Regions from separate parts of the Mus musculus genome. Here all the other regions are linked to region 1. Evidence: chromatin contacts called from public Hi-C, HiChIP or PLAC-seq and promoter capture Hi-C data. All regions are on one chromosome and are shown on one strand. Each heading gives the region's core, a stretch centred on a gene start, on an enhancer-like site or on the middle of the called end of the contact. The rest is flanking DNA. Distances are from core to core; before and after follow the strand shown.

Region 1 (3,592 bases), core at 576-3,075:
CGGCCCGGCGCCCGCCACGTGGCACCCGGCGGCGGCGGCGACTCCCGGCGCGCAGCCCCGGCCAGCCGGCAGCACGCAGCCGCCCGTCTCTTCCCAGCCGTCCGCCGGCAGCCTCCTGGACGCAGCGAGGGACCCGGGGAAGGGGCGGGCGGCAGCGAAGCCGCTGGAACCGCAAGCCGCCGAGCGGAGGCAGGAGGCTGACCCGGCCGCTTCCTAAGTGCGGTCAGGCATCTCGTGACCGCGGCGGGCGCCCGGACCCCTCCCCCGCCGCAGTCACCCGGGTGGTTTCGGCCACGCTCAGATCCCCAAGCCCGGAGTCCCGGCGGGCTGGGGGTGGGGGGTGGCGATGGGGGGTGGGGACGGGGAAGGGGGCCCACGAATTCCCCGATCGCCACCCTTGGGCGTGCGCTCCCTGCCCGGAAGGATTGACCTTGGCCGGGGCGGGGGAAGGGAGGCCAGCGCGGGGGCTCAGCTTTCGGGCCGCCGCCCCCGCGGATTCCTGGCTCGCCCGGGCCGGAGGAGGGGGCCCCGGACACACGGACGCACGCACACACCCCACACGCAGCGCGCGCCAATGAGCCCTGGCCAGGCGCAGGGGGCGGGGTTTTCCCAGGCTCGAGCACAGCAGCTGCTATTTACCTTCTTGGCTTCTCCCGGGGACCAGAGGCGGCCCCCGCTCCCTCCCGGCCGGCCGCCGCCGGCCCCCGCCTCCCTGCCCCCGGGGCGCGCGCACACACACTCACACACGCACGCACACACACACATCCTCTGGGCCCCGGCCGCAGCCGCGGCGGCAATAAAACATCCTGGCACGTGCTCCGACTCCAGGCGCGCCCTCGCCGGCCGGCTGATGTCAAACTGCAGCTCGGCTGGTGGAGCTCTTAAAGGGCTCGCGCGCGGGGCGCCGAGGCCGCCTTGGCCGCCCGCGGGGTGAGGAGGGGAGAGCCCCGACTCCCTTGCCCGCCGTCTATCCGTATTGCCAACTGGGAGCCTGCGGGGAGAAAGGTAGAGAGAGTGGCGGAGGAACGAGCGCGCCCCTCCTGTCGCATTGCTATCAAAGCCCCCCTTGTTCATTTTTTTTTTCGTTTGAAATTCCATTTCCTTTCTGCCCAGTAGGAAATTATTCTGATTGTTTTCTGGAGAAGCGTGAGGTCCAAGGTTGCAATTCCAAGAGAGGAATGAATGGGCTAGAGGGAGACAAGCATCCAAAAGACACCTTGCTCCGAAAACCCTGGCTGTGAAGGCATTTGGGGGGACGGTAAGGGCATGTTTAGCGTGTGGGGTTTAGTATCTCCCCAACCTCATGAGCAGTTTTGACTCCCCTAAACATACAGAGTTCGAGCGGGAATTCCGGAAGACATTAGAGTAACACATCCTCTTTACCTTGTTCCCTCCTTTTTTCAATCACTAAATTTTGTCTTGGCCTATATCTGTTCAAAATATTTTTCAAATGAACTTATTATACAAAGTAGTTATATTGCATGCAGCAAGAACAATAAAAACCAAAGGCCTGGCCACAAAAGAAATAGACTAGACTAAAACTAAGCAAAGCCCAGAGGAAAGAGTTAGCAAAGGGTTAAAATCCTTTTGATTGACGTTGTAGCCTCCGGTGCCCCGGGCTCAGGCGCGCGCCATTGGCCGCCAGACCTTGTGCCTAGCGGCCAATGGGGGGGCGCAGTCCACGAGCGGTGCCGCGTGTCTCTTCCTCCCATTGGCTGAAAGTTACTGTGGGAAAGAAAGTTTGGGAAGTTTCACACGAGCCGTTCGCGTGCAGTCCCAGATATATATAGAGGCCGCCAGGGCCTGCGGATCACACAGGATCTGGAGCTGGTGCTGATAACAGCGGAATCCCCTGTCTACCTCTCTCCTTGGTCCTGGAATAGTGCTACCGATCACTAAGTAGCCCTAAGACATAATAAACCTTCAACTGCTCAGTAGTTTTTCTTATGAAAGTCAAGTAAAAGGACGTAAGCAAAAAAAAATTATTTTTTTTTTGCGTGAAGGATTCCAAAAATAAAATTCTCTGGGGACTGAGAAGAAAAAAAAAAAAAAAACGAAAATGCCAGCTGATATAATGGAGAAAAATTCCTCCTCCCCGGTGGCTGCTACCCCAGCCAGTGTCAACACGACACCGGACAAACCAAAGACGGCCTCTGAGCACAGAAAGGTAAGACAGTACCTGCGTCTAGAAATTAAGTGGGTTGTGCACAGCGGGACTCCTTTTACTTTTCTCTTAAAACCTCGGGGTGAAATGGCAGATCCCGTGGGAACTCAGGACCTCTTTTCTCCCCCTTTGCAGTCATCAAAGCCTATCATGGAGAAGAGGCGAAGGGCAAGAATAAATGAAAGTCTAAGCCAACTGAAAACACTGATTTTGGATGCACTTAAGAAAGATGTAAGTGAGCAATGCTTTTTTTTATTTTTAATTACGAATGGAATGGCATTTCCCAGGCACAAAGAACTAAGCTCTTAGCCTGCTGCATGTGGATCTTACCCCGCCAGCACTACGTTCCCACTGGCGGGAGAGAGGCCGCCGGGCCCTGGGATGTGGGACATGCGGGCGGGGACCTTCAGAACTCGGAGGCAGCTGACAAGGAGGACTGACTTTCATCCCTTGTTTTTTCTGCGCAGAGCTCCCGGCATTCCAAGCTAGAGAAGGCAGACATTCTGGAAATGACTGTGAAGCACCTCCGGAACCTGCAGCGGGCGCAGATGACCGGTAAGGACCGCGCGTGCGTCCCCTCTCTGCGGGTGTCCCTCTCGGCCCGCGGTGATTTCTTCCAGACTTCCGCCCGCGGTTGTGAGAGGCATTCAGCTACATTTTACTGCCTTGGCTCACTCCGCGTTCCCACGGTCTGGGTCTTATTTATAGCCACAGCTCCCAAGTTGTTACTGCTCCGGAAATGGAGGGAGAGGCTGTAGCCGAGAAGGGTGGTGGGCAGCTTGGCTGTGGTAGAAGCCGGTGAGGGCGAAAGGACGTAAGACTGAGGAAGTTTGGGGCTGGATAGAAGGTAGGGGTCAGTGGTTTAGCACCGGTCCAACCCCTGCCGCAGGAGGGGAAGTGGGGTTTGGAAGGCGCCTTGGGTGGCATTGTCCAAGGTCAGGTCGCGCGCGGGACTAGGGGTGGCAGATCTGGAGCTGAGATCGGTTTAGATGGAGGGAGTGTCCTGGCTTATGTCCCCAACCTAGGGAGAAGGAGCTGGCTGTTCTTAGCCTACCCAACCCTCCCAACCCCAGGTGGTTCCGGAGGCGCGCTGCGGGGACCTCCCAGGGCGGGAGGCTGTATGGCTCCGGGGCCAGGGCTTTTCGGTGACCCATCTTTTCTCCTTCTGGCCTGCAGCCGCGCTCAGCACAGACCCGAGCGTGTTGGGGAAATACCGCGCCGGCTTCAGCGAGTGCATGAACGAGGTGACCCGCTTCCTGTCCACGTGTGAGGGCGTTAACACCGAGGTGCGCACTCGGCTGCTGGGCCACCTGGCCAACTGCATGACCCAGATCAACGCCATGACCTACCCCGGGCAGGCGCACCCCGCCTTGCAGGCGCCGCCGCCGCCGCCCCCGTCAGGACCTGCCGGTCCCCAGCACGCGCCAT
Region 2 (3,734 bases), core at 909-3,408, 310 kb before region 1:
GAGAAGAAAAGTTTATATGGAATACCATTAAAACTCTACGTCCTTGTAATCTTAGTACTTAGGATGCCGAGGCTTGCTACAAGTTCAAGGCCAGCCTGTGCTACAGAGCAAAATGTTGACTCAATACAGACAAAACCAGCAACAACCAAACCAAACCCCAAATGTGCACGTGGTAGAGAGACCCAGGACTACAGCAAGGTCAGGGTGTCACCTGCTCTCATCTGGGGCGCCACCTGCTCTCATCTGGGGCATCACCTGCTCTCATCTGGGGCGTCACCTGCTCTCATCTGGGGCGTCACCTGCTCTCATCTGGGGCGCCACCTGCTCTCATCTGGGGCGCCACCTGCTCTTATCTGGGGCGCCACCTGCTCTCATCCAGGAGCTCCCCGGGTTTAAAGCATCAATGGACACTGGCAGCAGTTGTGGTTCTGGCCATGCCTCTAAACAACTCGCTTCTCTCTGTTTGATTTTAGTTTTCTCTTTCAATTATAGGACCCGGGAGGATACCCTCAGGTTTCATAAGCTCCATCCAAAGGTAGCTTACAAAGTCATCATCACAGAAGAGACACCTCAAAGGGTCGGTAATGAGGAAAGTGATGGAGAGGTAGCTGAGAAACGTCTCTTAGTTAAGACAGCTGAGCCTTGGGAGAGTTACAGATGGCAGTCTGGCTCTCTCCAAGGAGAGATGCCCCTCTAACGTTCTCTTGTACAAACAGACAATGAAGCAACAATGAAGCAACGAAGGAATGTTCGTTTCTGTGGAGGGGAAAACCTTATCCATGCTTTCCTTTCTTTAAAGCAGCAACTTACATAGTTCAGAAAGTAGAGAACTTGCAGTTGTTGGTGAAGGGGCTGTAGCATCCTATGGGGATAGAACCTTGATGGACAGACCAAAAGGCTCCTGGGATCTGGCCATAGTTGTGTTGTGTTATTGTAGTGGAAAGACAATGGGATTGAATGCCTGGAGTGCCTTATTTAAATCGATGCTCTGCTACCTTCTTATCAAGGTGAGACAGGCTAGGCTGACTCCATGACAGGCTTCAACTTGACAGTTCAGGAGACTAGGCCTAAAATCTCTGTTTCCAAAAAACTGGGCAAGTTTAGGCAAATCCAGGCCTCAGAGCTGGCTGGCTACCTGGCCTGAGGCAAGGACAATGGGTCAGCAGCAGTTTCCAGACTTCCTCAGCTACTTCCTCAGCGACAGTTTCCAGACCTTCCCAGCAACAGCAACAGTTTCCAGCACCGCCCCCCTCAACCCTCTCCTACCCTATCCCCAAGCCCCAACAATGGCTCTGGAATGTCTCTAGAGAGACAGCCAACTTCCCCTAACATGCCTTAAATCGGGCCAGTGAGCTCACTGGGGAATCTCCATGTTGGTAATGGTAGACCTCAGCATGCTGGACTATTTGAGTCTGGGCATCATTTTTCAGCAAATCATGGACCCTTACCAGAGAAAACTCGAGGTGCTGGTCTGCTTTCTCTCCTAGTTGCCTTGTCTCCAGAATGTGAAGATCCCAGGCAGTGTCTATAAAGATGCAAAGAGAAACTGTATGGCCTGGAATTAGAGGATGGCGCTGGGTTAGCAGCCTCTGTTTTTGGAAACATAGCTCTTCAACCACCTTCTCTAGGTCATAGCAACCAACGAAATGAATCAGGGAGAGCTAGCTTGGAGCCTTTTCCCTAGGTGAGCAATCCAGTCCTCAAAGGGATAGAACTCATCCTGGCAGCTTTCGGTAGCCCTTTCCTAAGCATCTGCACAGGCAAGTGCAGTCAGACAAACGCAAGCCGCAGCTTGTGAAACTTGGGGTACGACAGAGCTGCGGAGGGACTGCAGTGCACTGGACACCACTCCAGTGCAGACCAACTTGGTCGACAAAGATTCATCTTGCTTGCCTGCTCCTTCTTTGAATCTTGGAGGTGAGGGCCTGATGAGCTCGGGTTTTGAATGCAAGCCAAGATTTTTGTTGTCTGACTTGAACCATGGCCAGAAGAAGTATGTATTTAAATCAAGAAGGAAGGCTCACTGCCTCTCTCCTGCACTGCCCCCCTGCTGTGCAGGCATGTGGCAAGGATGGGTGGAGGAGTGGCAGGATGTGTGTTTGGGGCAGAGGTGTGAAGACAGAGGGAGTTTGGTATTGTGGATTAGGAAAAGACAGAAACATCTGGCCCATTTAGTTCAGCCTCCATTGGCATCATCTGCTCTGTTCTTACTCAGGTGCTAGACAGAGGCAGGGAGAGCTTCGTTGGGAGGCCGGGTGGGGGAGGAGCTGCTTCCCAAAACAAACCTTATGTGAGAAGAGAGGACTGTGCACAGCTACACTGTCTAGTGAAAAAGAACTCAAGTTAAGAGGAAGGTTGCCGTCATCTGGCCTCGAATTTCTAGGTCTAGGCTTTTAAAGGCTTCATTTTTAACATGCTACAGCCTGCAAAGAGAAAGTAAAGGAAGTGGCCACTTGAGATCTGCCTCTCGGGACACTGGGGACAATTCTTGTCTCTACTCCTTCTCTCAGTCAACCGTGGTGCTTATGAAGCCTCCTGGCTGTTTCTGATGCTTTCTTGACTTGTCCTTGGCTCTCATGGGTATCTGACGTGCTGGAGGACTCCAGCTGGAAGTGGCGAATAAAGAGGGAACACACAGATGAGTATGCCATGAGCTGCTGCAGATACACACCCTAGGGGGTGACATCGAGTCCTCAGTCACACAGGCACCTGTTGGAGCTGCTTCAGGCTGATGCTCCTGAGGTATTCAAAACACTCCCACTCTGCAAAAAAAAAAAAAAGTCCAGCTTCCTGCATGGGTCAAGCTTCTATTCTAGAGAGCACACCTAGCTGCTGTCAGAAATGATCAATAACATGAAAATATTTGCTTGTGGGTGGCCTTAGTCCAGCTGAGAATGTCAGGGTGGAGACAAGGATGGCTCCAGGGCCTGCCTGTCATGATTCTTTCAGACTTTCCTAGTCCAGAACTTGGAATCTACTGCATTCACATCAGCTGGCTTGCACACAGTCCACAGGACTCAGAACTACTGAGCCCACCCCCCTCTGACTTGCACACAGCCCAGCACCTACACCTTCTGACCTGCACACAGCCCACTTGACCCGATCACAGACTTCTCAAGCACTCCTGTTTCACCACCTTCTGGTCTTGGGTCCCAGATGAGCGTCCCTTGTCTGCGTGTGTTCAACCATCAACCAGCCATAAGAGTTCCCTCCAAATAAAGCCTCCACTAATCCCTTTACTTCAGATTACTCTCCACAGTGCTCATGGGGACTGGTGATTGTCACTCTTCAAGTTAGAGGCTTTGACAGGGCAGTAAGATCCACATGCTCCTCTGAGATTTGGTCTCAGCTTGATTAGAAAGCTCTGTGGAGCCAGTGGGCACTGGCTGGCATTATGTGGGACAATTGATTTACTGTGAGGGAGGGGGCCCTGGGGACTTTAGTTCAATGTGTTGATTGATGAGATGAAACACGAGGCAACTTTAACTCAAAAGCCTTCTCTCTATGGAGGGACACTGCAGGCCAGACAAGGCGAGCTGCTCAAGACTGAGAACATCCACGATGGCTCTCCCTGGCCCCAGCCCCATCCTTGCTCCTTAGTCTGATAAAGCTTCAGTGATGCTTTTCAGGCAAGGCTGGGCAGAGGCTGCAGAGCACAAGGACTCCCAGCCATAGTGCTAAACAGATACAAAACCCAGAGCACCCTCCACTCTCTGAACCTTAGATTTGGTACA
Region 3 (3,543 bases), core at 310-2,809, 490 kb before region 1:
TAGATTAAAGCCATTTCAAATTAGGGCAATCTATTTCAGATATTATTCTCTATTTGGATACTGAGAGCTCATAGGTTTTGTGACTAGTGTGAATGTAATTCACTTAATTAGCTACTATCTAGAGACTTTCATGCTAACTCTATTTTGCTATCTAATACAATGGTAGACATAAGTTACACATAGTCCCAGCCTAGAAGTGGAATTATAAAGCAAGGGCTTTGTAAACTGCAAAGACACATTACACATGGAAGCAGCCGTCACTTACTTCTCCCTTTTGTGTTTTCCAACAAGAATTAGGAAGCAACAATAACAAATGCATTTTTTATTCAATACTAGAAAAAGTTGGGGTTTAAACTGGTTTCTAGTTTGGTTTATACTGGTTAGGCTTTATAGAAGGTTTCTATCTACAGCTATCATTGAGACAGTCATCACAGTAAATATATTCCTCAAGTCCTGCAATCAGAACGTTTACTGTCAGACAGTTGCGTTTATATACTTGCCACTATTGTGACTAGATGGATTCTGATTTATGGTTTTGATAATTAGATAAAAAGCAATTTATTTGGGGTGCTGGTGGTGGTGTGTATTTCATGTGCGTGTGTGAGAGAGAGAGACTGACAGAGACAGGGGAAGGGAGACGAGTGAAAGGAATGTATCCTTGAAGTGAAATAAAGTACAAGACTATCTGATTTTTTCCAATAACACCATTAATCGACTTCACAATCTTTCACTGGCAATATTCCTGTTTTGAGTCCCTGTTCTCTTTAAAAAAATACAAAAATGGTTGAAGATGGAGAAGATACTTGGATTGATACAAATAATTTAGATTATTAAGGAGAAAATGTAGCCAGAAAAAGGAAGGAACTCAAAAGGCCCAAAACCTAACTGGAACTTTTGAATATTAAATAATAGTTGGGAGAAGCAGGTAGCTAGGAGACTAGACATCAACTACGTCCGAAGAGGGGTTGATAGGGAGGAGTGGGGAGGGATAGGTTACAAGGAGAAGGAAGAATGAATCTGACGTCTTGAAAATCAAAAGAAAACTAAGAAGAGAACTTAGGCAGATACTACTAAGGAGCCATTACTGGAGAGATGGCGCTGTTAAGAGACTTTGACAAGGGCCATTTCAATAAAATGGGTGCCATTAAAATTCAGGTGAAAGCCAACAAAGGGGGGAATGAAAAAACAAAACAAAACAAAAACATTTGTGTCTTAATAAAACTGTATGTGTTTATCCCAAACCTACAGCTTAAATGTCAGAAGTCACTTTCCAATCAGATCTCGGACTTTCTAAGGTGTCTCGCATACTCGATCTTCTGGCTATATGATTCAGCTACGAAAATGATCTTTAAAAGATTTCCTTAAATTGGCTGCTCCTAATAAACATTCGTCCAGTGGATTTCCTGCACCCAGCCCGCCCAGTTCATTTTCAAAATTCCTACACTTTGAGGGCGGAGCCAAGAAGAGGAGCACTACACAGGTCCCGCCCAGTGGCTCCCCGCGCATGCGCATGTCATCCGCGGCCCGTTTGTGCAGCCTGCCTAGCGTTCCTGTGGGTGGTTATTTCGGAGACGGACTGACTACGGGAGCCCAGCCGGCTCTTGCGGAAGTCCATGCGCCATTGGGAGGGACTCGGTGGCTGCTCTATGCCCTTGTTGCTGAGGGCCTCTTCCTGGGTCATTGTCGGAGCAGGAATCGGACTGGGGCCGACACGGGGTTCCCCCCGTGGCCGTCTCAGCGCCTGTGTGTGGTCTGCTCTGGCGGGATGTGGCGAGCAGGTCGGGCGGCCGTGGCCTGGTAAGTGCGGCCTGCGACCTGGCCCCGTTATGTCAGGTTCTGGGCCATTTGGACAGCAGGGTTGACCCATCACTACTTCCCGAATGTGCAGGTGACTGACCCTCAGGCCGGGCCGAGGCTCTTAAAAAAATTCTCGCGAATGTTTGAATACCCAAAGGAGTGACGGGAGTTGGCCGGTGACCATTCCTTGTTCAACATGAAGATTTTTGCTGCCTTGGCCCATCGTTCCTGTCCCTGTCCTTGTGATCTCCCTGCTATCTGTCTCTAGTTGTTGCTTTTATTGTTGCTATTCTGGCCTGGCCTAGCTCTGTCCTTGTATCTCTGTGCGTGTCATTTAACTGCCTTCTTGCAGCCATACGCCATGCCACAGCGCACACTTTGCTCTTGCAGCTACTTGGTAGCACTTGCAGCAGCATACTTGAAAGTATGTCCTTTCATAATACGCGGGAAAGGGCTCTCTGCCCGTTTACCTGACCCTCTGACTGGAGTCAAATTTAGAGTGGTGTTGTGCATGATATCAGGCGGTGTTTAAGAGATGCCCCGTCAGAGATCTTGTTCAGTGTTGAGGTCCACTTCGATGCACTTCTCCAGTCTCGCTGCGGATGTTGCTGTAGTCTTGTTTTAAAGTAGAAAACCTCAAAGTAGTTTTATTTCTATGAATTGCTATATGCATTTACTGATACTAAATTTGATGTTATCTATATAAGTTGTTCCAATAACCCCCAAGCTTAGCACATTGTTTCAGACATTTGATTACAGGAAGTAGTGTACACCAAGGTTTCCACCCATCTCTACAGCCCCTAGAACTTTTGTTTGTTTGTTTGTTTTTGTTTTTGTTTTTCGAGACAGGGTTTCTCTGTATCACCCTGGCTCTCCTGGAACTCACTCTGTAGACCAGGCTGGCCTCGAACTCAAATCCACCTGCCTCTGCCTCCCGAGTGCTGGGATTGAAGGCTTGGGCTACCACGCCGGGCTAGAACTTTTAAAAATATGTTTGTATCTCTTTCACCAGCATGTATATCTGTGTGCCACTTCTGTGTCTGCTGCCCACAGAGGACAGAGAACAGCATTCAGTCACCTGGGACTAGAGTAGCAGACAGGTGTTAGTCACCATGTGGGTGCTGGGAATCCAACCTCTGACTTCTAGAAGACTAGCCCTTCTTCATAACCAATAAGCCATCTCTCCAGCCCTCTCCCCAAAACTTTTTTTAATGGTATAAATTATGTATTATGCTTATAAGGAATGGACCCATTCCTTTCATCACAGTTAATTAAAAGTCCACAGTGCAACTGCCTCTACTGCAATGTTGGTTGTTTTTAATCTTGTGGGATTTTAATTTAGCAATACGTTCACAACCTTCTCTATTGAAATAAGCTATTTACAACTTTACTATTGCTGCTGTTTTATAATTAAGTGGAGACATCTAGTTTTCTATAAAACAGAAAAAAGTGTAGAAGATAGCATACTCTTTTCAAAGAGGTATGTAGGAAACACTTAAAGTTGGTTTACAAATAAACAGGTTTGTAGTTTGTATTGTTTGTTTAATCAATCATATACAGCTGGGCTACATTGTTTCTGAAGGTATGAACATGTGTCTACAGTCATGGCTTTAGAATGTCTTATGCCCAAGCACAACTTAGCTAATGGGAGAAATAGGGATATGGAAAACCAGAAACCCCCAGGCTCTGGAATTGCCCTGCACAATATAGTTCCTGTTAAGTTATGAAATAATGCAGCTAGGTACT
Region 4 (3,787 bases), core at 468-2,967, 480 kb after region 1:
CTAAGGAGACAGACATTTGCCTCAGACATATGGACTCTCACTAGTGACGAGTTAGAGCTGTAAATGTTGGACATGGTCATGAGCAATGCTGCCTCAGACGTTAGCAAAATCAGCCTCCAAGCCGAGATAGCTAAACTGTCTTGAATACAAATGTCCTTATGACCTGGGACAAGTTTCCAGAGACAGCACGTCACACAGATGTGCAAAGGCAGGGATGAACATTCAGCATGCCCATGGCTCTGGAATTGTCAGGACACAGTAATGACGTCAGAGACGCGTGGGAAAGTGACTTTACGGATGAAGCCTGGAAAACCCACATTGTTTTAAAATTAAGACGCTCACTTCGGCAGTATGTGGGTCAATGGGTTACTTGAATAACAAGACTACTTGACGATCCAACCACACAGAGGCAGGAACGGCTTCAGTAACAGAAACAAAACAACACAAAGCCAACTGGGAAAAAAGAGAATCCCATTGTACTCAGGATCTCGGGAGCTTTGGACATAAAAAGTAGTTTTTAAGAGTATAGACTTCCAGAAGCCCCTGATCCCAGTACTTCCCACCTCTGCGCACCCAGCCACCAAACCAGACATTTTCTACCCAGAGAGACCTTGTCCTCCGTCCTGGCCTCCTGGTTTTCTTCTTCCTTCTCTGCACAGGTCAAAAGGGCTTGTGTGTCGGCACTCTCTCTGGCTTCAGCTGTAGCAAATCTGAAGGCTCGGCTCATCCTGCTCTTTATCACGCAGGACAGAAAGATGATCTGAAATGTGGGAGTTAAGGTACACCGACGTGGAAGTGGATAAATTCAGCCTCCAGGGGGCGCTCTTCACACCCCTGCCTCCTGAGCAGCCTGCCCTGGCGCCCCTGTCCCAGGCCGACAGAGACTTATCTTGAAGACAGGACCTGATCAATTTTTCTCTCTTTTTGTTCCCTGCTAAATGCTTGTGAGATGGAAACATTTGGGAAACATGGCTCACAGTGATAGCACACACGGTGGGGAGGACAGTGTCTGTGTGAAAACACAAATCGTGACCTTATTTGAAAGGAGAGCCAAAGGGGATTATTACCACAGTGAGCCTACGTGCAGTGCCCAGAGTTCTTAGACTGGAAGACATGCAGAGATGCACAAAAGGGACAAGGTGTTGAAGACCAGCAGATGTTGAAATTACGAGGCTGTGCCAGATGTGGTAGCGCACACCTGTCATCCTAGAACTTCCAAGGCTGGGGCATTTCGGGTTCAAGGCCAGCCTTGAACTTGGTAATGTAATAAAAACTTGTCTCAAAAAGAAAAGGCAATATAAAGCCCCAGCTAGAGAATTCTGGGAGTCACGGGTAATCAGAAGGGAGGAGGGCAGCCTCTCAGGCAGAGCCTTTAAGAGTGGCCTGTTTTGATCTTAGACTTCTGGGTAATTTAAACCCTCCCACCACCACAACAGGGTCACATTCAGAGGCTATCAGCACCTCTGGCCTCCCCCAGCCAGCAGCACAGCTTCCCTTGCCCTTGAAACACTTGTGCAAGGTCGCTTGGGTGACAGCATGTCAGGCAGCACCTCTGGGACCCCAGAAGCCAAGGAGGCTCAGCAGCCACCAACTGAAGGCACCTCTGTCAGCTCTGATCTCTACACAGGCCTCTCCCCAACGAGGGCAGGCTCCATCCAGAGAAGCCTGGTAGGATACAGAATGGAGCCTGGAGCTGGGCCCATTGACCCAGAAGGCTCAGAGCCTCCCCTTTCCCTTGCTATTCCAGAGAGCTAAGGGCCAGAGAATTGTCTTTGAACCGGGCAAGCCCTGAACTGCGGATCACTGCTGGCGTCTGCTTGTCCCAGGCTTTTAATGACTGGACTGCTGGGTCAGTGTGCTGGCCAGCAAGACCAAAGGAAGGCATGCCGAGTGGGAGGTAGGACAGAGCCCCTGGCTGCGGGCAACCCAGCCTCCCCAGCCACTGGGCCTGGGCGGATACAGCAAGGTCCAGCGCAGCTCGGCCCAGTGAAATCAGGAACCAGGGTGTGGCCTGAAGGAGGTATTCAGGCTGCCGGTCATGAGCCACGATGGCCGAGGCGTAGAGGAGACCAGCCAGAGCTGACAGGAACCGGGTCCACAGGTGGATATAGGAGAGTGACTTGCCCCGACACTGCATAGAGAGGAGGGGCCGGGCAGGAGGACACTGGATCTCTTGGTGGCATTGGGCAAGCCCTCTATGAGCGGCCACTTACAAAGGGCGCTCCTTCTGCTAGGCATCGATCGAGCTGTTCTTCAAGCTGCTACTTTTGCCTGGCAAACTCCTCAGAACCTGATTTAAATCTTAAAACGGGGTGGGGGCTTTTCTTACTGTTTGCAGCCTATGGAATACTGATTCTCCTCTGGACCCTAACACCTGGCACCTGCCTGACACGGAGGGATGCGTGAGACTCTTTACACATTCGGGGCACTCCTGGGAGCAGACCTGAGACCGTCCCTTCTGACAGTGGGTAGGAACTTGGAAATGCCAGCGGGGGAAGGTGAGGGAGAATGGGTTACAAAGAGCCACTGGCCAGCTATTCCCCTGTGGAACCACACCAAACAGGGAGATCAAGGGAGAGATGACATGGAATTGTGAAGCCACGGAGACATTCTGAGAGGATGGACTGGCTCACAAAAAGGGACATATGCAATATTCATGGTAGTAGTTGTCTGTAGGCATGAGGTCACTTTAGGGCCAGTGAGATGGCTCAGCAGATAAAGACACCTGCTGTTGACAACTTAAGGTTGATGGATGCCTGGAACCCACAAAGAAGAAAGAAAGGTCTGAAAGTTGTCCTGTGGTCGTAAAACCTGAGCCATGGTATACATGTGCCATGTCTCCAGCAATTAATAAATTAATAAATATAAATTAATATTTAAGTCATTTTATATATACATTTATATGTGCATATAAAGACTATGTACTAAATTGCATAATATATATTTAAATTTACATATATATATATGCAAGTATAAAACATGTATAATCTGGTTTTAAAATCTTGCTAAGTGGCGGCATTTAGAACTATTTAGGGTGTTGGCTAAGGAATGGAACAAATTTCGGGAGAAAAGTATATTTTGGCTGATTTTCTTTCATTTTTGTTTTGAATCCCCAAGGAATACTCAGATGGACTGTGGATGCAGCTCCGTGGAAGACTGCCTGCCTGGTACATGTGAGGTCTGGGGCTCAATGTTCAGCACAGAACAAACAAACAAGGCACTGTAGGGACTGCTGCATCTCCCCTGTATCTCAGCTAGTTTCTTCCCAGCCACTGTTCTGGCCTCCACCTGCTGAAGGCCCCTGAATAGAGAGACCCAGTCAAGCACCTAACTGTGGAGTGCCTGGATGTGAGGGTGGGTCTGGTCCCTGGCCCCAGTAATGGCTGGGGGTAATGGTGCCCCTCTGCATGGTTCCCACAGCACAGGGGAAGCCTCTCAGGTCTATTGAGGGCCTGTGAGTTCCCCAGCCTGACCATCCCGCTGCAGGCCCGAGGGAACTGGAACAGGAGGTCAGGACACTGCCCTGGATCCATGGAAGGTCTCCCTGACATGTGAAGCTCACCCAGAGACTGCTGCAGCCAGGGCAGCATCTCTGTCTCTTCCTTTAGCCTGGAGACAGGACTTGCAGGCTCAGGCCTCAAAGCACAGCCCGGCTCTTCATGCTCAGTCGCAAGCTGCCCTCCTCCCAGCCCTTGTTCTTCTGACCCTGGCACTAAAGCACGGTGCTCCTGGGAAAGTGCTTCTCCTCGGGTTAAATAACAGGCCCAGCTCACTTTCTAGTATCAGG
Region 5 (3,946 bases), core at 355-2,854, 460 kb before region 1:
GTGTACGGGTATTTTGCTGGCATGTATATCCATGCAGCACTTGCATGCCTGGTGTCTGTGGAAGCCAGATCCCTGGAACTGCAGTAACAGATGGTTATGTAAGCTGCTGTGTGGGTGCTGGGAAGTGAACCTGCGTCCTCTGGAGGAGCGGCCTATGCTCTAAACCACTGAGCCATCTCCCCAGACCCTAAAGGATGAAACACTTTAATAAATTAGGAAGCATGTATCATCTTTTCACTTCTAGACAGTGTAAATAATTCATAACTTGAAGTTTCCAAATCCATCATATATTATGCCCATAAAAATCTTCATATTTTAAGAGGACTTTCTTATGAATCAGTCTATTTTAATAAAATACCTAGCTTATCTTCAGGCTTAATTTTCATATTTATGAAATTGAGATTCTTTTAAAAACTTTTTAAAAATTATTATCTGTGCACAAATATGTGTATGACATGGATGTATGCCTGCCTGCCTGTCTGTCTGTCTGTCTGTGGTGGGGGTGATTCTCCCTTCCCCCCCTTTACTGGGTTCCAGGAATTGAATTCAGGTCGCCAGGCTTGCGTGATATGTGCCTTTATGTGCTGAGCCATCTTGCCTGCCCCAAATGAGGATTTGTAGTTTGCCGAATACTTACGGGACTCATGCCACTGTTGCCTTACTGGTGTTTCCATGTTGATTTGTCTTCAGTTTTGAATTTTAACTCTTATTTTCCAAGGGAAGTTTTCTACTATAGCAATTTTTGAAAATAAGTGTATGTTGATATTATTGTCGTTGATATATTGTTAGTTACCACTATCAATAATGCTATCACCACAGACCCAAGCAAGATGTGTTAAGTTGACTTGTTCTTTTAACTTGAAAGTTTAATGCAGTAATCATTGTCTCAGAATATGTAAAAGTGAGTTGCTGCAGCATGGGAGACTCATAGCGGATCATGACACATGTTCTAGAACCAAGATCTGAAGATGTCTCTCTAGTTTAACAAACGTGCTTTAGTAACTTTGGCTCTAAGTCGTCAGCGCCCAATGCATGAAAGCCTAACTGTTTTTACAGTGCTCCTGGCCTCTGAGAAGTCAGGATCAAGCGATAGGAAATAGAGTTGTCTTAGAAATGATGTTTCCTCATGAGATACAATAGTTATGCAATGTGTTTATTTTTAGAAGACATGAGAGCAGCTATATGCCATTTAGGAGTCTCTGTATTAAGAGGCAAAAGTGTGCTTAAACTTCCATAGTGTTCCCACTAACCCTACTTAGTAAGTGCTTGCTGGGTACCCTTTGTTCTCAGACGTGTGTGTGTGTGTGTGTGTGTGTGTGAGTGTGAGTGTGTGTGTGTGTGTGTGTGTGTGTGTGTGTGTGTGTGTGTGTGTGAGTGTGAGTGTGTGTGTGTGTGTGTGTGTTCCTTGGCCTACTTGAAGCTGTTGTATTCATGATGCCATGCTCAATCCTGGTGTCCAAAGAAAAGCAACGGAGGACGTTTGTCCTTTGCTTGCACTGCAGCCTTCCCAGTTCTTAGGCTGCGTAAGCTCTCTTGCTTGAACACTGACCCTGACCACTTCTCTACTCTGTTCCAGGCTCTCACACGCCCGTGCTCCCAGCCTGCTCTTACACGCATGCGCTCCCTGCCTAATACTCCTTCCCCTTCTTCTCTGTTCTCACAGAGCCTAGTCTTGGCAGAGTGTGATTTCTCTGTTAGTTGGTCACCTGACAGTGTATTTGACTCTTATGGTGTTAATGGTTAACTCATTAATGTTAATAGGCTTTCTCTTTTACTGTCTAACTAGATTATGAAATCCTAAATTAATAAATAAACTGAAGAAGTAGCATTAATTCTTATACTAGTTTTACTATGAAAACATATAGTAAGAAAAAAACAATGCAAATTTGAATGTATCTACATTTTCTCTTCATGTATCTGTGGTCTTTGTTTTATTTTCACTGACTTTTGCTAATTTTAATTTTTTTGCAGAAATCTTTGATTGATATGTATTCTGAAGTTCTTGATGTTCTTTCTGATTATGATGCCAGTTACAATACACAAGATCACCTACCACGGGTAAGGGGAAAATAGACCAGGACCTGCTGTCAGCAGGAAAGTTCTTTCCTTGTGTCATAGTAATTTCTGTATTTCCCATGATACCTCAGATACAAAGCATTGCTTCGTTCCTTATTTTGGAGACCATAAAAGCAAATATATATGTTTTGGAAGAAAAATGTCAGATATTTGCCATTATACATTCATTATAGTGTTAAAATACCTAGGCAAAAACTGTAAACGTTTGGATGAAATTTAGTCTAACAGAATCCAAAAGTATGTTTGTAAAATGTAAACTGGTTATGGAAAATATTTGTGGAAAGTTAATGATCTGGTTTTAGAAATAACTTTCAATTGGCATAGTTTTCAAAACAAAAATTTGAATGTAAATAGTGGAGCCAATTAATTCTTTTGCTATATGTATCTCCAGAGTACCTACATGCATCAAACTTCATTCTTTCAAAAAAAAAAGAAAACAAACAAACAAACACTTTTTTTGGCTCTAAATATCTTAAAATATGTTTTAAATGATAACATTCAAACCCTACATACATTTAATTTGGTATCAGAAGAGAACTAATGTATGCTCCTTGTCTTGTGATAGGTTGTTGTGGTTGGAGATCAGAGTGCTGGGAAAACCAGTGTGCTGGAAATGATTGCTCAGGCCCGGATCTTCCCGAGAGGGTCCGGCGAGATGATGACACGCTCTCCAGTGAAGGTGGGAAGGGAGGGAGGCGTCCCACCGACGGCTCTCACACAGCTAAAGGGGGCTCTCACACAGCCTTGGGGGTTAGTCCCACTGTGGGAATTAGTAGGGGGCACAGCTAGGGGCACACACATGTCCAGAGCTGAGAGGGAGTGAAGAGAGGTGGTAAAGGAAGTGGCTGTCTACGTGACATTGGAAGGCCTCTTGATATTATCTGGAATAAGACACATAAAGAGGCTGCTCTCAGAAAATGAGAATATTGCAAGTGGTGTCATCAAATGTAGATAGTTTCCTATAGTATTTATATGCCGGTTATCATGATCTGTTAAGCTAGAAAAAAATGGTAGGAGGAAACCATTACAAGAACAGAGTCACTGGGATAAAGGAGTTTTGGGGGGGGGGGGTTTATGTGGAGGGGCGTGTGTGTGTGTGTGGAGGGGTGTGTGTGTATGCATGTGTGCATGTAAGTAAGCCGTGCAATATATAAAACCGCTAACAACTCACCAATAGAGACAGGAAGAAAGTAAATGGCTGTAGACTCTTTTATTAAGAATATTTATAGCTGGGCGTGGTGGCACACGCCATTAATCCCAGCACTTGGGAGGCAGAGGCAGGCGGATTTCTGAGTTCGAGACCAGCCTGATCTACAGAGTGAGTTTCAGGACAGCCAGAGCTATACAGAGAAACCCTGTCTCGAAAAACAAAAAAAAGTATGAATATTTATTCAGCTCTTAATATGTGCCAGCCTGACCTACCAGGCATGAGTAAACTTTTGACATTGTGGTATTATATATAGAACACTTGAGAGCTGTGCAGCCAAATTACCAAATAAACAAATATCTTGATGTTTTAATTAAGTTTATTTTGGTGGTAGGTCACCTTCCTGTGTGTGATACTTCAGGAAATTAACCTGGGAGGCAGGTTGCCTTCAGACAAGCCATTGCCTGCTGTTGATAAACTCCTATTTGTGTCTCCTGAGAGCAGTGAAATTGGCAAATCTGGGCTTAGCATTTTGGCTTCTTTAACCCAGCTTTCTGCTTGGTTTCTAAATATCCCTGTCTTGAAGGGACATAGCACATAAGATGAAGGATTCATTTTTTGGGTGATTCGTTTCGGCAGTTCATTTTTTGCTAGGATCTTAGCACCTGAGGTGCTAACACCCTGAATTGCTTTAACACCCGGAATTCCAATTTTTTTTTTATT
Region 6 (3,538 bases), core at 975-3,474, 320 kb after region 1:
GAATCATTTGGGAAACTGGTATTACATGGTTATTAGGGGCAAACTAAACATGTTGAACTATGTTAGTGCTAATATCTGATAACAGAACCAAGCACTTCATAGGACATGAGATTTTCTTTCTACTATCTATGAAACTACTTTAATGCCAATATAGGAATTTATATAACTAATTCTAATTCTAAATTAAATTCTCAAACTAATTCTAAATTAAAATTTCAATTTCTGTTACTGGTTGGCCTGGGCTAAGAAATCAATCATAGCGCTCCATCAGCTTGAAGCTTATCAACTTTGTTTTCAAAACTACACTGCCACGTAATATTTTCATCTGATTACAACCGTACTTAAATGAAACATATAAATTATCACTTTTCCTGCCTAATCCCATAACCAAAACAAGCACTGCTGTTCTAACAACGTTTAAAAATCTCAACTACTCCATCCTCTACCTAAACTAGTGACAAACGACTGGGGAGTGGGGAGAGCAGACACCAGGAAACACCAGGAAACGGAGTAAACAGTATCCTCCCTGCTAAACTTAGTGCTGCTGCCTGTAACACAACTACTCAGAAGGCTGAGGCAGTATCATCTTTTTTCCTCTTCTACAACTGTCATTAATGGGTTTACCATCTCAAAAAGAACTTCCAGAAACTGATGTACTTTTGAAGTTGTTGGACAAACCCTGATGGGATGTCCACACAATCTATCTTAGCAACTACAGCCTATTCAGCAAAGCAACAGTCCTCAAAAAGAATGCTACACATATATTCCAGGAAAACAAAACTGATGCCAGTTTTAGCAAAAAAGGTTTGGTTCTAATCAAAGGTGGAGCCCGTTTAATGACGTGCTGGCCCTTCCAGAATAAAATCGCACTGGAGCTAGAAAGATGGCTCAGCAGTAAAAAGTGCGTGCTGCTCTTAGGACCTAACCACTGCAGTCAGCTCACAACCACCTGTTTCAAAGGGCCTGGCCTCCGAGGGCATCCACGCCTTTCACATACATACTCAAGCACACATGTAAGTAAAAACAAATAAACTTTCACATTAGCCTCAAACCCTCTATAATTGTATTCGTCACGAAAAGGCCCCACATGTCTTGGATTTAAACAATCCTGCAGTCCTGCTTCACAGATCAAAAAAAAAAAAAATCACCATTAACATACTCAAACGTGTTCCATTCAGTTCAGAATCACATAAATTTCTGGGTTTATGACTCCAGAACCATTCATTTTGCACTAATACAAGCCACTAAATATAGCTCTAAAACATTAATGACTGGGAGCTAATTATGTAAGTGATTCATACCTCTTATGTATCCAGACACCAAGATCCTAGGGTGCTTCTGTCAGACCTAAGGGGGAAATAAACAATGAACACCTGTCACAAAAGCCTTCCAAACTGGGAAGCCCCAAACAGTTACTGTCAGTCGACAAATGCTACTCCTTCCTCCACTCCCAACTCCACACCCCACCAGAAAAGCGATCAATCAGGCCCACAGTCTGTGTGAAGGCGAGGCCAGAGAGTACGTAGCGAAAAAAGGGTCTGGGCTTTTCTAGTCCTCACGGCCCTGCGTCTCTCCCTTTAATCTGGAGTGTTGACACCTCAAGTCCGCTTTCCTTTCTGGACTTCGGTTATCGGTGTAGAGTGTGCTGATAGTAGGGTGATTTACTCGTCGGTGGCTGGGGCCGAACTAGGCTTCGGACAGTCAGCACCGGCACGGACCCATCTGGGGCCCTTCCCACATTCTTGCTCCGGGCACATCACCTTCTGGACTTTCTAGAGCGGCTGGCCTAGCGGGGCCGGCCGGCACGCAGAGGGTGCACTCCAGACCTCCACACGTACACGTGCTCCCAGACAGTGCCGGGTCTCCGCACCCCTCTCCCTGTCACACACATACCCCTTCCCAGAGAGGTGATGTCCGATTCGAGTCGAGGAAGCAGCCACAGACCCACCTGGTACCCGCCACCCGGGCGACGCCGTTCGCCTCCTCCAACCTCCCCATCACCTTCGCCTCCCGCCCCACACCCCGCTCGCCCAGTCACTCACCAGCCGCGCCGCCGTGCCGCCTTCTCCGCGGCCTCCCGGCCCGGGCAGCCAAAAGGCCGCAGGGGGCCGGGGGGCCGCTTTCGCCACCGCCGCCGCCTCTCCTCAGCCCAGCCCCATCACCCACGGCCGGCGCCGGCGGCCGCGGGTCGCTCGGGCTCGAGGGTCCGCCGCCACGCGTCGCGGCTCCGGCTGTGGGAACAGAGGCGCCGCGGCGGGGCCCGGGCCGCACCGGGCTCAGGGGCGTCCGCGCTCCGCTGTCGGCGCCCGGGGCGGCGGCGGCGGCGGCGTGCAGCCGGGCAGGGCGAGAACAAGGGAGCGCGGCGCGGAAGACCGGCAGGGGAGGAGGACGGTCTGTGCTGCGAAGCGGTCTCCCGCCGTCGGCGACGAAGCGGACCCCCTCCCCGCGGCCACGGCGCCCGGTCACGCTGCGGGGAGGGCCGGCGGGCACACGGGGAGCGCCCCGCGAGCTCAGGACTCCCGCGCCGGATGTGAGGTCACGTGATTGCCTCATCCCAGCGCCCAGCGCGGAGGGGCCGTCAGGGGGCGGGGCGACCCTCCGGTCCCGCCCACCTCCTCGCCTACGGGGCCCCCAGCCCGCCTAAGCGAGAACTGCTAGCGGGATGCTGCTCAGGACTCATTTTGCGGGAGGCGATCAACTTAGGTGTCGCTTCCCATGCGAGGAGATCGTAGTCCAAACCCCCATTTTCTAAACAAAGACACTGAGGCCCAGTGGTAAGTGCAGGCTTGTCTAGGGTGGCAATCATAAAGGACGCCTGTGCTGGCAAGGTGGAGAGCAAAGTCCTAGCTCTGGACCCAGATTCTTTCCCTCCTTTATCCCCACCTATACCAAAAAGAACACTTTAATTCCAATGGAACTCCTGGCCCAGCCCACGGGCGTGGGACAGAGAACAGTCAGGTAGGTAAGAGAGCTTCCATACGGAAGACAGCCGGGTCTCAGAGAGGAGTTTCTTCCGACAGAGCTGGAAGCAAATTAAATACTTCCCTCCACAGGAGATTTATCTTGGGGCACTGCCTCGCCCGGATGTTCAAATCGCGGTTTTGGTTTTCACTGCCTTCCGCTCCCTGTCGAGCGCGGGAAGCTGAGCCTGCCACCTGCTGCCTCCAGCTCCGCCATCTTTCCACTCTGAGTCTACCTCACCTGCATCCCAGACGCCTGGCCATCTTTGTTCTCCTACCTTCCTACAAACATAACTTTTAGCTGCTTGACTGTCTTAGAGGAGGGAACAGCTGTGTTCAGCTCCTGTTCCCATACTTGGGCACCGTCCACCAGAGGCATGGAGCATCCTGCCTCTTGGTCCGCAGCAGAGAGTAGCACCTCATTTGGGTCGGTAATGTGCCCCAGATACGTGGCCCTAATACACTTCAATGGGAACAGTAAGGATGCTGATCCTGCTTTCCAACCGCAGTGGTGAAGGGCTGGATGGCAACCACGAAATTCTTTTTACCAGGTAATGTGGACATCACAGTAAATGACG
Region 7 (3,504 bases), core at 347-2,846, 380 kb before region 1:
CTAGTATTATCAAAGAGATAGAGGTCCAGGCCGCCTCAGCCTTAAAAATGTGTATTTTACATCCCTCCCACCATCTCCATGCAAGGAACCATTCCAGTATCATATACTCATAAGAATGCAACAGAAGGCTTAGCACCCTGCTTCTTTCTCCAAAACATCAAAGGCTCCATCTACTCACGCAGATGGTCACTGATGTCTGCCTTGACTTTCCCATCCAAACTGACTGCACACGCTTCCTCTAGCACAGCTGTCCATTTCACACACCAGTGTGCTCAGTTCTCTTTTAGAACTCTTCTTCCCACAGAACTGTGCCCCAGCCATGACACCAGAAAGACCGTAGTTTTGTATATATGTGAATTGTGAATATGTGTCATACGTGTGTGTGTGTGTTCACGTACATTATCTTGCTATGTGAATTGTCAAATTAGTTCCCACGTTTTGGCAGGAATGCCTTAGGAAGTGACACTTCCCAGAATTATATGTACATATGTTTTTTTTTTTTAATTTTTTGGATAGGCTCTTACTATGTAGTTTGCGCTAGTCTAGAACTTACCATGCGGACCTAGAACTCACAGATCTGTCGCTGCCTCCCAGAGTAAGGCATCTCAGACACCACTCTGGAGGGATACTTGCTCCCTTAGGGCAGTGTTTCTCAGCCTATGGATGGAGACCCCTTTGGGAGTCCCCTTTCACGGAGGGGGGGGTGCCTAAGACCATTGGAAAACACAAATATTTATATTACAATCCGAAATAGTAGCAAATTTACAGCTATAAAGTAGCAACGAAAATACGTTTTTGATTGGGGTTACCACAACATGAACAACTGTGTTAAAGGGATGACGCTTTAGGAAAGCGGACACCCACAGACCTAGGGTGGTGGGCAGGTAAACAGAATCGGCAAAACACCACACGAGAGAATGCAGCAAAACGTGATGGAGACCGGGAGATAGGGGCTGAAAATTACCGAAAGCAGCGGGTCTAGGCAGGTTACTCTCAGAGACATGGAGATAGAGAAATATGGTGGAGGCAGTAGGAGTGGACAAGGTCTCCAGGAAGAGAGTTGTTGATGAGTGGCAGGGGTCAAGGGACAAAGGAAGGCAAGCTCTCCGCAGGTGGCCCAGGAAACAAGGAGAACAGGGAAAGGGAAAGGGAGACACGCCCCCCAGCCTAGGGCTCCACCCCTCCTCTGGTTCTGACGTCACTAAGGCCTGCTCCACATGAGGCTTCAGATTTAAGATGTTCACCTGTTCCTGAGCTTGCAATTTTATTAAGAGGGAATTTGAAAATTCAGGATTTCTTCGATGGAAAATATGGGGTTTTTAAGACTCTGCACGATTTCTATTGGGTGGAAGAGGAAGTCCCAGCTTTTGCTACAAACCAACCTAGCGCTGGCGATGAACTCATTGTAACCCCAGAAAAAGAAGCAAGCGAAGCTGGCATGTCAGTGTCCTCTGCATTCTTTATGGCCAGACAGGTTTTCCATGGCTGGAGCCCACGACGCTTCCTGCCAGGCTCCCCCGCTGCTGGGAACCACTCAGACCTGGAAGGAGTCTGTGTAGTTAGGTGCTGCCGGAAGGAGCTGTGGAGACAGCGTGACCCTCAACTCTGCTATGGAGAGCCAAGTCCCTCTGCATGCCGCTGAGACTCTCCTTATGGGGCAATCACAGCCCTCACAATGCCCAGGAAGGAGCTATTGAGATTTAATTGTGCAAACCACGTGGCTGGTGGGAAGGACTGGGGAGGGGGCTCAAGGGGCTTCTTTCTCCTTGCTTTCATTTCTTTTTTTCTCCCTCTCTTTCTTTTTTTTACTCTTTCCCCCCTGACTGATAGAATAAAAAGAAGCGATGTGCCTGTCTGTTTCGGCTTGGGGACTTTCTTAGGGTTCTCTGTGTAGCATTATTTGAAAAAAACAAAACCCCCAAACAAAACACAGTTGTATGAACACAAAAGTCTAACTCCACGGTTGAAATCTCCTTTTCCATTCCCAGAGACAGTTTCCCAAATGAACCCCAGCTTGTCCCTGCAGACAATGGAGTCCCCTGGGAGCTGCACGTGATCAGACGAGTGAGTGAGAGGCCCGCAGGTCAGTGGCTGGGTCTCTGTGACCTCTCCTCTCTCTGAATGGGGGAGGCTGGCTTTCTGTTTTGAGGCGGTGTCTCCTGTGATCAGCTGCGATGCCAAATGCTCGCTGCTCAGGACAGGGGCATGATGGTGCTCCCAAAGCCAGGCATCGTTTTTTTCTGTGTATCCGTTCTTCTCTGTATGCCCGTGAGAGGCCTCCCTGGTACCCAGTACAAACACGGGAGGGGTGGGGATGGGGGGAGAGGAGTGAGAAAAAGAGGGTAGACACGTTTGCTGAACAAACACGAACAGGCGTGTGCTCGTGTGTGTGTGTGTGTGTGTGTGTGTGTGTGTGTGTGTGTGTGTGCTCCTGTATTTTTAGATCCATCTCTAAAATAATACAATCTCTCAGCTCAGAAAACAGAGCCTGGCTCTAGGATGTGGAACTGAGGTTCGTTGCTCCCTAGGATCTCTGAGGTACTCCACAATTACAGGGACATTTTGGGAGCACTTGCCCAGCAGTAAATGAACCAGGGGACCAATTCATAAGTATGGGGAAGGGGTTGGCAGTACCCACCAAAGGTCTTTCTTGATTCTGTGGCAAGTCACCCTCTCAAGTCAAATCTCTTATCTGTCCCCCTGGTGCTGCTGCTCAAGGTTGTAGTTGGGCTGACAGGCTACCAAGGAACAGAGAACAAACCGGAAGTACAAGTCCTTTGTTCTAGAGCTATTGAGAGGAGCAAAGCTTGGACCAAAACAGGTTTGGAAGGATAGACTGGGAAGTGCTGCCACCAGAGCTGCACTGGGAAGTGCTTGCTGCCCCTTGCCTGCTTGGCAGGTTCCCAGGGGCAACAAAAGCCATGCTAACGTGTAAGGATTCTGAAAGAATGGTACCAAATGGTACCCCCGACTCAAATTGTATGTAAACGAAAAGAGAGTTTTATTCTGCAGAAGTCCAGCATGCTGAGATCTCTCTTTACCAAGACAGAGAAACACCCAGAGGGAATTCCAGGGTAGGTGACATCTGTGTTAATCTGTTGGGTCTATCTTTAAGGACATTCCATTACTGGAATGTGGGAGCTAGAAACTTGCTGGGGAGGTCTGGAAACTGTTGCTGAGGAAGTAGCTGAGGAAGTCTGGAAACTGCCGCTGACCCATTGGCCTTGCCTCAGGCCAGGTGGCAGGGCAGCTTCTGAGGCCAGGACTTGTTTGGAATTGCCCAGTTCTTGGAAACAGAGATTTAGGCCTAGTTCTCTTTAACTACCAATTTGAAGCCTGTCATGGAGTCAGCCTAGCCTTCTCACTATCAGATGACATTCGCCTTCTCCTAACATTAATAAAGTGGGTGCAGAATGTTAGCTCAACCCTCCCTCATGTTAGTGGTTGCTGACAAAAAAATCCAAGTTCCCCAGTGGCTGAAGACTTGGTCTAGCCCAACCCCTG

The links. Promoter capture Hi-C pulls out the DNA fragments that hold promoters and counts their contacts. A called contact is a pair of places that touch in the nucleus more often than the background predicts. HiChIP or PLAC-seq counts read pairs in DNA pulled down with a chosen protein or histone mark.
Region 2: a contact with region 1 is called in a promoter capture Hi-C map of trophoblast stem cells, with 5 times the contacts expected there. The contact joins the enhancer-like site here to the promoter of Hes1 in region 1. A contact is called at or near these places in 19 of 39 promoter capture datasets (the 3T3-L1 cell line, the C10 cell line, the HPC-7 cell line and 12 more), 1 of 15 datasets of contacts at CTCF or cohesin (large pre-B cells), 13 of 484 Hi-C or Micro-C datasets (the 3T3-L1 cell line, the HL-1 cell line, adipose-derived mesenchymal stem cells and 6 more), 26 of 115 datasets of contacts at active chromatin or transcription factors (the 230-238 cell line, the SCID.adh cell line, SST interneurons and 18 more) and 2 of 9 other capture datasets (adipose tissue and liver).
Region 3: a contact with region 1 is called in an H3K27ac HiChIP or PLAC-seq map of extraembryonic endoderm stem cells. The contact joins the promoter of Opa1 here to the promoter of Hes1 in region 1. A contact is called at or near these places in 5 of 39 promoter capture datasets (the C10 cell line, cranial neural crest, embryonic stem cells and 2 more), 3 of 484 Hi-C or Micro-C datasets (embryonic stem cells and pro-B cells) and 3 of 115 datasets of contacts at active chromatin or transcription factors (astrocytes, extraembryonic endoderm stem cells and large pre-B cells).
Region 4: a Hi-C map of the G1E-ER4 cell line shows a contact between it and region 1, with 3 times the contacts expected there. The contact joins the enhancer-like site here to the promoter of Hes1 in region 1. A contact is called at or near these places in 1 of 39 promoter capture datasets (the C10 cell line), 2 of 484 Hi-C or Micro-C datasets (the C2C12 cell line and the G1E-ER4 cell line) and 5 of 115 datasets of contacts at active chromatin or transcription factors (the NIH/3T3 cell line, embryonic stem cells, large pre-B cells and 2 more).
Region 5: a Hi-C map of liver shows a contact between it and region 1, with 3 times the contacts expected there. The contact joins the enhancer-like site here to the promoter of Hes1 in region 1. A contact is called at or near these places in 7 of 39 promoter capture datasets (the 3T3-L1 cell line, cranial neural crest, frontonasal cranial neural crest and 4 more), 1 of 15 datasets of contacts at CTCF or cohesin (large pre-B cells), 1 of 484 Hi-C or Micro-C datasets (liver), 8 of 115 datasets of contacts at active chromatin or transcription factors (the 230-238 cell line, craniofacial prominence, embryonic forebrain and 5 more) and 2 of 9 other capture datasets (embryonic stem cells and pancreatic islet).
Region 6: a Hi-C map of LSK cells shows a contact between it and region 1, with 9 times the contacts expected there. The contact joins the promoter of Atp13a3 here to the promoter of Hes1 in region 1. A contact is called at or near these places in 5 of 484 Hi-C or Micro-C datasets (LSK cells, Th1 cells and embryonic stem cells) and 3 of 115 datasets of contacts at active chromatin or transcription factors (extraembryonic endoderm stem cells, memory CD8 T cells and pancreatic cancer cells).
Region 7: a contact with region 1 is called in an H3K27ac HiChIP or PLAC-seq map of embryonic stem cells, with 3 times the contacts expected there. The contact joins the enhancer-like site here to the promoter of Hes1 in region 1. A contact is called at or near these places in 3 of 39 promoter capture datasets (cranial neural crest, maxillary cranial neural crest and pre-B cells), 13 of 484 Hi-C or Micro-C datasets (bone marrow-derived macrophages, embryonic stem cells, trophoblast stem cells and 1 more), 29 of 115 datasets of contacts at active chromatin or transcription factors (the 230-238 cell line, the SCID.adh cell line, T-cell acute lymphoblastic leukemia and 17 more) and 1 of 9 other capture datasets (embryonic stem cells).

The regions. Positions count from the first base shown.
Region 1 is chr16:30,063,532-30,067,123 of GRCm38.p6, forward strand. It overlaps Hes1 (hes family bHLH transcription factor 1), which reads left to right and starts at 1,826. Exons shown (of 4, transcript NM_008235.2): 1 at 1,826-2,167; 2 at 2,300-2,395; 3 at 2,632-2,719; 4 at 3,341-3,592. The coding sequence starts at 2,060.
Region 2 is chr16:29,756,428-29,760,161 of GRCm38.p6, forward strand. No RefSeq gene overlaps it. Among named protein-coding and RNA genes, the nearest start is that of Gm46567, 55 kb to the right of the region's middle. Within about 2 kb of position 2,159, at least 13 of the 459 cell types and tissues checked have an H3K27ac peak or open chromatin away from gene starts, as enhancers often do. A contact at or near this core is called in epiblast stem cells, stem cell-derived cardiac mesoderm and trophoblast stem cells, where this site is marked.
Region 3 is chr16:29,577,775-29,581,317 of GRCm38.p6, forward strand. It overlaps Opa1 (OPA1, mitochondrial dynamin like GTPase), which reads left to right and starts at 1,560. Exons shown (of 29, transcript NM_133752.3): 1 at 1,560-1,797. The coding sequence starts at 1,766.
Region 4 is chr16:30,538,779-30,542,565 of GRCm38.p6, forward strand. It overlaps Tmem44 (transmembrane protein 44), which reads right to left. Exons shown (of 11, transcript NM_001384248.1): 6 at 1,961-2,131; 7 at 611-760. Among named protein-coding and RNA genes, the nearest start is that of Tmem44, 9.9 kb to the right of the region's middle. Within about 2 kb of position 1,718, at least 29 of the 459 cell types and tissues checked have an H3K27ac peak or open chromatin away from gene starts, as enhancers often do. A contact at or near this core is called in the G1E-ER4 cell line, where this site is marked.
Region 5 is chr16:29,605,712-29,609,657 of GRCm38.p6, forward strand. Opa1 (OPA1, mitochondrial dynamin like GTPase) reads left to right here. Exons shown (of 29, transcript NM_133752.3): 8 at 1,972-2,058; 9 at 2,642-2,755. Among named protein-coding and RNA genes, the nearest start is that of Opa1, 28 kb to the left of the region's middle. Within about 2 kb of position 1,605, at least 10 of the 459 cell types and tissues checked have an H3K27ac peak or open chromatin away from gene starts, as enhancers often do. A contact at or near this core is called in liver, where this site is marked.
Region 6 is chr16:30,386,306-30,389,843 of GRCm38.p6, forward strand. Atp13a3 (ATPase type 13A3) reads right to left here and starts at 2,225. Exons shown (of 34, transcript NM_001128096.1): 1 at 2,043-2,225; 2 at 1,302-1,347.
Region 7 is chr16:29,681,610-29,685,113 of GRCm38.p6, forward strand. No RefSeq gene overlaps it. Among named protein-coding and RNA genes, the nearest start is that of Opa1, 100 kb to the left of the region's middle. Within about 2 kb of position 1,597, at least 67 of the 459 cell types and tissues checked have an H3K27ac peak or open chromatin away from gene starts, as enhancers often do. A contact at or near this core is called in craniofacial prominence, embryonic basal ganglia, embryonic forebrain and 6 more, where this site is marked.